Regions from separate parts of the Sus scrofa genome. Here regions 2 and 3 are each linked to region 1. A link is a contact called in public HiChIP or PLAC-seq data. All regions are on one chromosome and are shown on one strand. The core of a region is the stretch at or near the end of the contact, and the rest is flanking DNA. Distances in the headings are between cores, read along the strand shown. Region 1 overlaps DYM (dymeclin). Region 2 overlaps CTIF (CBP80/20-dependent translation initiation factor). Region 3 has its middle 34 kb from the start of SMAD7.

The links. HiChIP or PLAC-seq counts read pairs in DNA pulled down with a chosen protein or histone mark.
Region 2: a contact with region 1 is called in an H3K27ac HiChIP or PLAC-seq map of alveolar macrophages. The contact joins two enhancer-like sites. A contact is called at or near these places in 1 of 47 Hi-C or Micro-C datasets (embryonic fibroblasts) and 1 of 2 datasets of contacts at active chromatin or transcription factors (alveolar macrophages).
Region 3: a contact with region 1 is called in an H3K27ac HiChIP or PLAC-seq map of alveolar macrophages. The contact joins two enhancer-like sites. A contact is called at or near these places in 1 of 47 Hi-C or Micro-C datasets (embryonic fibroblasts) and 1 of 2 datasets of contacts at active chromatin or transcription factors (alveolar macrophages).

The regions. Positions count from the first base shown.
Region 1 is chr1:98,832,442-98,835,468 of Sscrofa11.1, forward strand. All of the region lies in intron 13 of DYM (dymeclin), which reads right to left. Among named protein-coding and RNA genes, the nearest start is that of DYM, 190 kb to the right of the region's middle. Within about 2 kb of position 1,465, at least 6 of the 83 cell types and tissues checked have an H3K27ac peak or open chromatin away from gene starts, as enhancers often do. A contact at or near this core is called in alveolar macrophages, where this site is marked.
Region 2 is chr1:98,394,670-98,397,696 of Sscrofa11.1, forward strand. All of the region lies in intron 9 of CTIF (CBP80/20-dependent translation initiation factor), which reads left to right. Among named protein-coding and RNA genes, the nearest start is that of SMAD7, 150 kb to the right of the region's middle. Within about 2 kb of position 1,417, at least 9 of the 83 cell types and tissues checked have an H3K27ac peak or open chromatin away from gene starts, as enhancers often do. A contact at or near this core is called in alveolar macrophages, where this site is marked.
Region 3 is chr1:98,507,054-98,510,080 of Sscrofa11.1, forward strand. No RefSeq gene overlaps it. Among named protein-coding and RNA genes, the nearest start is that of SMAD7, 34 kb to the right of the region's middle. Within about 2 kb of position 1,383, at least 10 of the 83 cell types and tissues checked have an H3K27ac peak or open chromatin away from gene starts, as enhancers often do. A contact at or near this core is called in alveolar macrophages, where this site is marked.

The DNA.
Region 1 (3,027 bases), core at 215-2,714:
GCGGATGGAAATTTACATGGTACTCATTAAGTTTTAACAACATCCCTTGTTTTAAAGATGATGCTATAATATACATTACAGGTATGGACAAACAAATCAATTTATTAGAGCCATTCCTTTTTACGTGGCATATGTATTTAAAAAGCCTTCTGACTTTGGACAAGGCAACTATTTTTTAAAAAACGTCATCATGGTTCTCCACTGCAGACATTTGCTCTAAAATGCCCAACATGGCCATGCAGGAATGTAGAGCCGGCTTGGTTCCCAGCAACGCACAGTTATGCTATATGGCTTGAAGTTGTATTTCAACGTGTTAATAGCATGTTGCTGTCTGCCCTACTTGTGGTCTAATAACAAGGTCTAAAAAACCACAAATACAGACATTCATTTCAAGCTCCTCTCTAACACTTTCTTTCCAGGAACTTAAGAGTTCAGAGGAAGGGAATGCTGACGGAAATTTCATAAGAAAAGAAAACTTACTTGAAAACAATTGCTTGATTGGATTTGTTTACAATTTATATTCTCAAAGAAACATTTCTATATGTCATTACCTTCCTCCTTGTGTCAAGTGGAGTGGTAGATTGACAGAGCATACATTAAAATGATGACACCCACAGATGCCAAATTGGTTCCAGTGGAGGTGGAGTTGATTGAAGGAAAAAAGACCCAAAGCACATGATCATTATAGAAATAGCTATCAAAGAGAGCTCAGCCTGAGAGTCTTTAAACTTATCTTTATACATCATCTTCTGAAATTAAGAGACTTATTTCTAAAAATCTAGTCTTCAGGGGACATTAATAATGACTATATACTAGATTCAAAACTGTCCTTCAGTGCACACACATCAGTCTACACTAAGTAATCTGGGGTACAAACACTAAGGATGTAATGGATAGACTGGGTTCACAATGAAATAGGTACAAAATAACATATTCAGTACATCTTATGACCATCAAAAAGCTTGCTCACTTCTAAGATCATTATATTTTACAAACTCAACAAAAAAGGCACAAAGATTTATAGCTACTGTAAAATTCTGAAAAAATGTGAGTTCTCAGACTTAATTCTCAACATACGTGCCACAAGTATTAGATCAGTGAAATTAGACAATCTGAAGCCGTGAAAAAAAGCCAATTTCTGTTGAGACTGATTAAATATTTATGTCGCACCTTTCTACAGCAGAGATGGAAAAATACACGCAAGATAAAATGCTATATGATTGTAAGAGTTGAAAATCTATTAAGGGCATTAAAAATAAGAACAAGTCTTCATGGCTAAAAACTCTTTCGGAGACTGTCTTGGAGTCATTTTTCAGTGTGGTCATGGATATACCCTGAAAAGAGCCGCACTCCCTCATCCTTTCACCCACTTTAGTGGGCGTGGTGACACCCACTAAACCCACATCTGTGAGCTGGCGGGCCAGGACGATGGGTGCTGTCTGTCAAGGAATGTGGTCATCGCAAAACGGAAGAAGCTCACTGGCGTAGGTGGGTGGAGATGAAAAGTGTAATCTTGGTTTCACCCGCTCAACGCTCTCATCAGCCTCACAAAAGTATCAGCCTTACTGCCACAGTAACTGACAGACACACCAGCACACCTCCTTCTGGTGGAAAAGATGGCCATGTGTTCCTTGCCTCTGGGTCCTTGCACCTGTTGCCAACTACCTGAAGATGCTCATTGCATCTTCCTGAACTTTTGGCAAACTCCTCTTCCTCCATTCTGTAAGCATGACTCTCCTGTAAGGCTCTCCCTGACTGCTTCAGGCTCACTTTGGTGCTTTCCATTCTAGGTTCCCATTTGACTTGTGCTTACTGACAATATACAACTTAAAACGTGTTATTAACTGTCTTCGCATCTATCTTCCCTCTCAACCACAACCTTTCTGAGGGCAGATCCTGAATGTTTATATCTGTTTCCCTAGCACCCAGCACAATGACTGTCATTAGGCAAGCACAGTATTTACTGATTCACTGGAGGAAGACTGACAAAAATTAATGTTCCATATTCAATGATCCACAGGTTATTCTGTTTATGAGAGTTTGGGTGCATTTATACTACACTGACAATCCCACTGTAGGCTGGGCTGGGATTCAGAGTCATAACCATAAACATAAAATTACTTCCTTCCTTAGGAGAGAGCAAAGGTCTATAAATCACTGGCAACAGGAACTTACATAATAAGGACTTAACTGCTAAATTTTTTTTTAGTTTTAAAAGAATCCCATGATTTGTCCACTTTGTACAAGTGCAAAAGATTTAATTGTATTAATCACCCTCCCTAAATGAACAAAAACTTTTTATTTTCTTTCTATGGAATAAAGAACTGGGATGACATGATTAAGCTCAGAGCTGGCCATCCTGAAATAGTTCTGAAGACCTTACTAGCTATCACTTTGTTCATTCTATGAAAGTTTGTTCATTCTATGAAAGACTTTATGTTATTTTGGATCAAAATTAGCAACAACCTACCTAATTCTAGAACTAGATGCCTATGAAAGGCTTCATATCCTTTTTAACAGAAGTTATAACTGTTGGATATAGGAAATGGCAAAGATGGGATGAAAAAGATCAAAAAAGGGGTTTAAAAAAAAAGCTTACTATGGAAAGACAGACATTCCAAAGTGCTTTGTTTTTACGACAATTCACAGAGGGGAAAAAACAGGGTACAAGAATGATCTATATCATGATAGAAGCTATTTAACTTATTTACCTAGCATCTGAATAAACAGCTCTGTGACTCATCTCTACTTGGTATGTAACATACAAGGAAATTAACTAATGGTTACCCATCAGGCAGCTTATAATGTAGTTAAAGATTCAAGATATAAAGAGACTAAAAACTAAATGACAAAAGCCAATACAATTCAATATATTTGTTAATTGACAAAGTAATGAATCTATGACAAAAAGCGGTAAAGAATAGGGACAGAAGAGATGACTGTAGACTATAACAAGTAAGTATCAGGAGAAGAATCTTAAGTAGGTATTATGGATCCAATTGTATCGTCCCAAAAGACATGTTTAAG
Region 2 (3,027 bases), core at 167-2,666, 440 kb before region 1:
CTCAACAGGAGGTGCCTGGTCAGCAAGACCACAGGCAGGGAAAGTGACCGGTGCCAGTCGGCAGCCTTTGATCACAAGAATCAGTTCAGGAAGAGTCTGTTGAGCCATTTACATTGTGCCAGGTCAAGATCGAGCTGAACTTTAAGGGGCTAATGAGCAAGGGATGGTCTCCATTCATCAAGACCCGCCATACTGTATTGTAAACCATGCTCAGCTCGCCAGCTGATTTCATTTTAATTTTTTAATGATTCTTAAAAATTATAGTTGATTTACAATGTCGTGTCAAGTTCTGCTGTACAAAAAAGTGACCCACTCAGACAGATAGATAGATTCCCTTTCCTATAGTATCTTCCCTCGTGTTCTATCCCAAGAGATTGGATAAGGTTCCCTGTGCTGTGCAGTAGGACCTCATTGCTTATCCATTCTAAGTGCAATAGTTTGCATCTACTAATACCAAGCTCCCAGCCCCTCCCCCTCTCTCCCCCATCTCCCTTGGCAACCACAAGTCTGTGCTCTATGTCACACCATGTGATTTTCTAGCCATCGCCTTATTGTCTTCACCACTATGCATGGGCCTGATGGGACAAGTATACTCCGCTTCATTTTGTGGGATACCAAACTGAGGCCAAAGGAGGTGAATGACTTTCCCAAAGTCACATAGCCCCCAAACAGCAGGTCTTCTGGTCTTCCCACTAGATCATTTCTTAGTAAGGATAACCCACCCCTTTCTGATCTCCAGGTTCTCTCTTCTCTCTTGGGTCATGTTGGATCCCCTGTGGATAAAGAATCTTTCCTTTCTTCCATCCATCTTAATATACATGGAAACCCAAATAAGGGCAGGATGCGCCTCCCATCTTAGCATCCACCTTTTCCCTAAGAAACTTCCCTTTACAAGGTGGCCAAGGGGTGAAAAGGCAGACAGGTCACACCTGCCATGGAGGTCCTTGGGCCCCAAGTGGGGAAGGCCAAGGAAGCGAGAAGGAGCTTCTCCTCAGCCAGTCACTTTCCATCCTTGTTATGTCTAGCCCTGTTATCCTTGCCCACATGGGGAATGGGAGACTCTGGGAGGTCTTGGGGCTTGCCCAGGTCCCAGGGCTGGGTGGGAGTCCAATCATCCAGGCCTGTCTGGCCTTCGAGCCCATTGTGCGGACTCTTGATACACCAGTGGTTTTCAAACATTTTTAGCAGCAGTTATTTTTTCCAAACTCGACTTCAGGCACCTCCTCCACCATGTAAAACAGATCCAGCAGAGGGGCTTGGAGTCTGCCTACCCTCCTGCCCATCATCGCCCCCCCCCCACCACGGTTGGCCCGAGGCTCCTTGGAACAACACGGGGGCCCATCTGGTCTGTGGCCTGGAGCTCACGGCTCACTGAGAGGGCCTGAGCGCTTCCTTTAGGGCCACCCCCACCCCTGCAGCGCTGGGCTCAGAGCCGACATCAAGTCCAGATGGGTAGAACCAAAGGGAATGGCATGTTGCAATAGCCAGGCTCGTTTAGATGGAGCCTGGTGCGAACAGCTTCCTTCTGCATCTTTGCTGAAAATAACAGGCATGACAATTGCTTCCACATCCATAGCCCCGTGGTTTCCAAAGGCAGAGCAGGAGCCAGGATCCCCATTGCACAGCTGCAAATTTTGACCTTCCCGAGCCCACTGGACCTCGAGTCCTTCTTTCCGAGTGCCCCACTTCCCACTGTTGCTTAACTTGTCTTCCCACAAACATTTTGGGAGACAGCTTGATAAAAGCTGTGTGTGCCCCCATTACTGCTTCCCTGAGGGATACTGCTCTGTAAATGTTAATGTGACTTTTGAAAACTTCAGCTGTGTCAAAGTTCAAAGTTGCGGGTGGATTTGGGCTTTAGGCTGAGTCATTCTGGAATCCCCATTATAGGCCAAATCTTTTCGTGAGCACTTCAAGGGGTTTTCTCAAATTCTATAAATAGTTGAATAACGCCTGTGTAATCAGCTATTTTTATCGCTAGCCTTCCAGACAGTTTCAGAAGTAATGTGGCTGCTCATTGAAAGTAGGATTTCACAAGTCTTCAGTTTCCAATTGCTTCCAGAGCATGGCCTGTGGGCCTGGCACCAAACAGTTGGGATCCTGAACATCGTTTCTGCCTGAAGGAGGTGACCTGACCCTCCTGGTAAAACCTGGTCCAGGCAAGAAACTCTGAGAGCAGACTCCAGGAATCTCCAGCAAGCTGGATAAGCTGGGCCTCAGCTCCCACTTCTCTCCCACAGAAAATCATGGACAAGACACCGGTCCACCATGTGCCTTGTTTCTCAAATTGCAGGGCTATGGGGCATAGCGGCTCTTTTCTATTTTGGGGGCTCTCAGTTTTTCCCAGGGGTTTTCACATTTCATCACACCATCACCTCATCGACCCTGTGCAGGTCAGAGAGTCTCTTTCTACTTTACAGATGAGGACACTGATTTTTCACAGATTGGCCTGATAGTCACAGGGTCCCTGGCCCCACTCAGACTCATCGCCTCCTTTATTTGGCAGCTGGCTTGCTCCTTGAGCTGAGGCCATGGTGAGAATGCCCACCTCACTCGCTAAAGAGAGCTTGGTGTGATGGATGAAACCTGCCTGGGCTGGGGCCAGCCCCTGATGGATACCTGCCTCCAAGCCCATGGCCACTCTCTGAGCAGGACTGCAGCCAGGCAGGGAGGAATCCCAATTCTACAGAACTGATGGCTGAGCCCTCTTTTCTGGGGGTACCTGCAGGACAGTTCAGGGCAAAGGCAGACTGCTCTGGTATATAAAAAAAAGGCCTTTCCTTACTCTTTAGAGCTGCACCCGCGGCATATGGAAGTTCCCAGGCTAGGGGTTCAATCAAAGCTGCAGCTGCAGGCCTACACCACAGCCACAGCAATGCCAGATCTGAGCCGCGTCTATGACCTACACGACAACGCCAGGTCCTTAACCCACTGAGTGAGGCCAGCGATCAAACCCACATCCTCATGGATACTAGTCGGGTTTGTAACCTGCAAGCTACAATAGGAACTTCCAAGAGGGCCTTTTCA
Region 3 (3,027 bases), core at 133-2,632, 330 kb before region 1:
CACCACCAATCCCATCGTGCCACTGCAGGAACTCCTCCTGTGGCTTTCGAATCTTGAGGACGTCTCATGGTACAGGCTCCCTAGAAAGAGGCTTCCAGCTCCCTAGTCTCTGGGGCTCCACTGGGCACCAAATAGGCCCCACAGCGAGCCCAGCCTGGCACCCAGGCTACATGCCCTCACCCACCCCCTACCCTCCAGTCAGTGAACTGTTCCTGAATTAATCAAAGTGCTTCCACTGGTGCAAACTCACCCAGGGCTTCCTCCAGCAGCCACTTTGTGTTTGCTAGATTAATTGCAGCTGGGGGACAGGCAGGACTCCATTTTTAGAAAATCATTTCTTTCAGAAGGCGAGGGGCACTTCTGGTTGGGGAAAACTCCTGAGCTGGCAACTCGGGCCTGTGGCTCCAGCACCAGGAAAACCTGGGACTATGCAGGTAGCTCTGCTCATGGGCACCACCCGGGCCCACGCCACCTCCTTCCCCTCCCGGGGTTGGGCCACCCCAGACCACCTGCCCTGGCTCCCACCAGCCTTCACTTCTCGCTCTGGCCTGGCCTGGCCTGGCCTGGGCAGTTTGTTGACACTCTGAGCAGCAAGGAAGCACCCCAATATTGACCCCCCACACACACACATACTGCTAATTGGCTTAGTCGATTGTCTTCTCTCAGCCCCCTTGCTGCACAGCCCCTGCCTATGGCTCCAGGTGAAAAAGAGGGTTGGGGACCCCTCTACGCCACTGCCTTGAATTGAACAGCTAGTAGATTAAGTGCCATGGAGTTTTTTGTAGGTCAAAACAGATAGGACTTCCCGTTGTGGCTCAGCAAGTTAAGAACCCAACTAGTATCCATGAGGATGCAGGTTTTATCCCTGGCCTCCTGTGTTGCCACAAGCTGCGGTGCAGGTTGCAGATGCGGCTCAGATCTGGCATTGCTGTGGCTGTGGTATAGGCCAGCAGCTGCAACTCCAATTTGACCCCTAGCCTGGGAACCTCCATATGCTGCAGGTGGGGCCGTAAAAAGAAAAAGGAAAAACGAAACAACAACGAACAGTCAGATATGAGGAGTCCCTCCTGGTTCAGCCTAATGAGCCCACAGCTAGCTCTTCAGTGCATTCCCCCCAATCCCCCTCCTGGCCCCACCATGCAGGCATAAGGCCCACTTTATGTTTCAGAAATTGAGGTTCAGAGAGCTTAAGTGACTTACCCAAGCGAGCACTCAAACCTCGGTCTCTCTGACTCCAAAACACAGGACCCTGAGTCACATCCCCTGAGTCAGACCCCCACCCACCAGCCCGGCACGCGTTGGGTCACCGTCTAGGGCTGTGCCTCCAGCATAGCTGCAGTGACTACACGCAGACGGCTGGAAGCTCCTCTGGAGGCTGAGCGTGGGGGCCTAATTGTCAGGAATTCTGTTTGCTGTGGGCTTGGGTGCAGTTCCATCCTCTGCCCCCTCAGGCTGTACGTGGGTGTCCTGGGCAGATCAGTCACCTGGAGAGGGTCTGCTCTTCCGGGACCGGCCAAGCCTGCCTGCCTGGTGCCACAGTGCAGGCCGAGGGCGCACACACCAGGAAAATCCAGCGTGGTACACACAAATCTGTACAAACGTCGGGTGGTGTTTCCATTGGCAATCAGATCGGCTTGATCTTTTCAGACCAGAACTTGTTTTAGGGAAAACGTATGTCCAACTCCGTCACCCTTGACCCAGGCCTGCCCGTAGAGATGAGATAGTACAGAGGTGATGAAATCCGATGCTACCACTTACCAGCCAGGGGACCTTGGGCCACTCCTTAACCTCAGTTTATTCATCTGTAGAATGGGGCTCATGAGACCGGTATCTGCTTATAGGATGGTTATAAGGATTATAGCAGATAATCCCAATGTAAAATGCTTGGAACTCTGCTTACCACATAGTCACAACACAATCAGTCTGGCTATTAGTATCATTATTTCCATCCCAAACTAAGCCCACAGTTCTGGCTCTCCCTCCCTCACGGGGACAAGCCTTGTGCCAGAAATTGTTAGGGCAGTGGATCCTCAGAGAGGTCCCAGCTGAGACCCCAGAGTGCCAAAAGCTTACTGTTCAGTGGGGGAGAGAGGCTCTTACACCACTGATGTCTCTTTAGAGCAGAAATTTGTAAGAAGGAGGCTTCCTGGAGGAAGTGTGGTCTGAGCTGCATCCTGAAGGGTGGGACAACCCAAATGAAGAAGGGACTGGATAGTACTTGCTCAGAGGCACGTAAACAAAGTATGTTTAAAGAACTGCAAGTCACTCTGCCTGCCCGGGACAGAGGGGATGTGTGTGTGTGTGCACACGTGTGTTATGTGTGTATGTGTTATGTATGTATTCTGTTTAAGTATGTATAGGTGTGTGCCTGCTTTGTGTTATATGTGTATATGCATATGTGTTGTGCATGTGTGTTATATGTGTGCATGTTGTGTCTGCATGTGTATGTTATGGGTGTATATGTGTGTGTTATGTGTGTGTGTTTGCATGTGTGTTATGTGCATACATGTATGTTTGTTGTGTGTGTGTTATGTATGTATTCTGTATATGTGTGTATGTGTATGACCGCTTTGTGTTATATGCATGCATGTTTATGTATCGTGTGTGTGTGTCTGTATATGTGTGTGCGTGTGTATGTTATGGGGTGTATGTGTGTATTGTGTGTCTGCATGTGTGTTATGCGTGTGTATGTGTGGGTCTATATATGTATGTATTGTGTGTCTGCGTGTCTGCGTGAGTATGTGTGTGTTAAAGGGTGAGGCTGGCAGAGGCAGATGCTGAAAGGGCACCTGGAACAGAGGAAGGAAGGCCAAGGAGTCACTAGAAGGCCCTGGACTCAATCGTACTAGTGGGGAGAGAGCAGGGGCCCATACGTGAGAAAGCTTTGCGTTGTATAATTATGGGTAGAATGAGGCAGGGATCTGGATTTCTGTGTCATGGTGGGGGATGGGGCAAGGGAGGTGGGAGAATCTGGCTTCTGGCCAGAGCAGCTGAGGCATCCACAGGTGGGGGGAGATGAAGGCACCG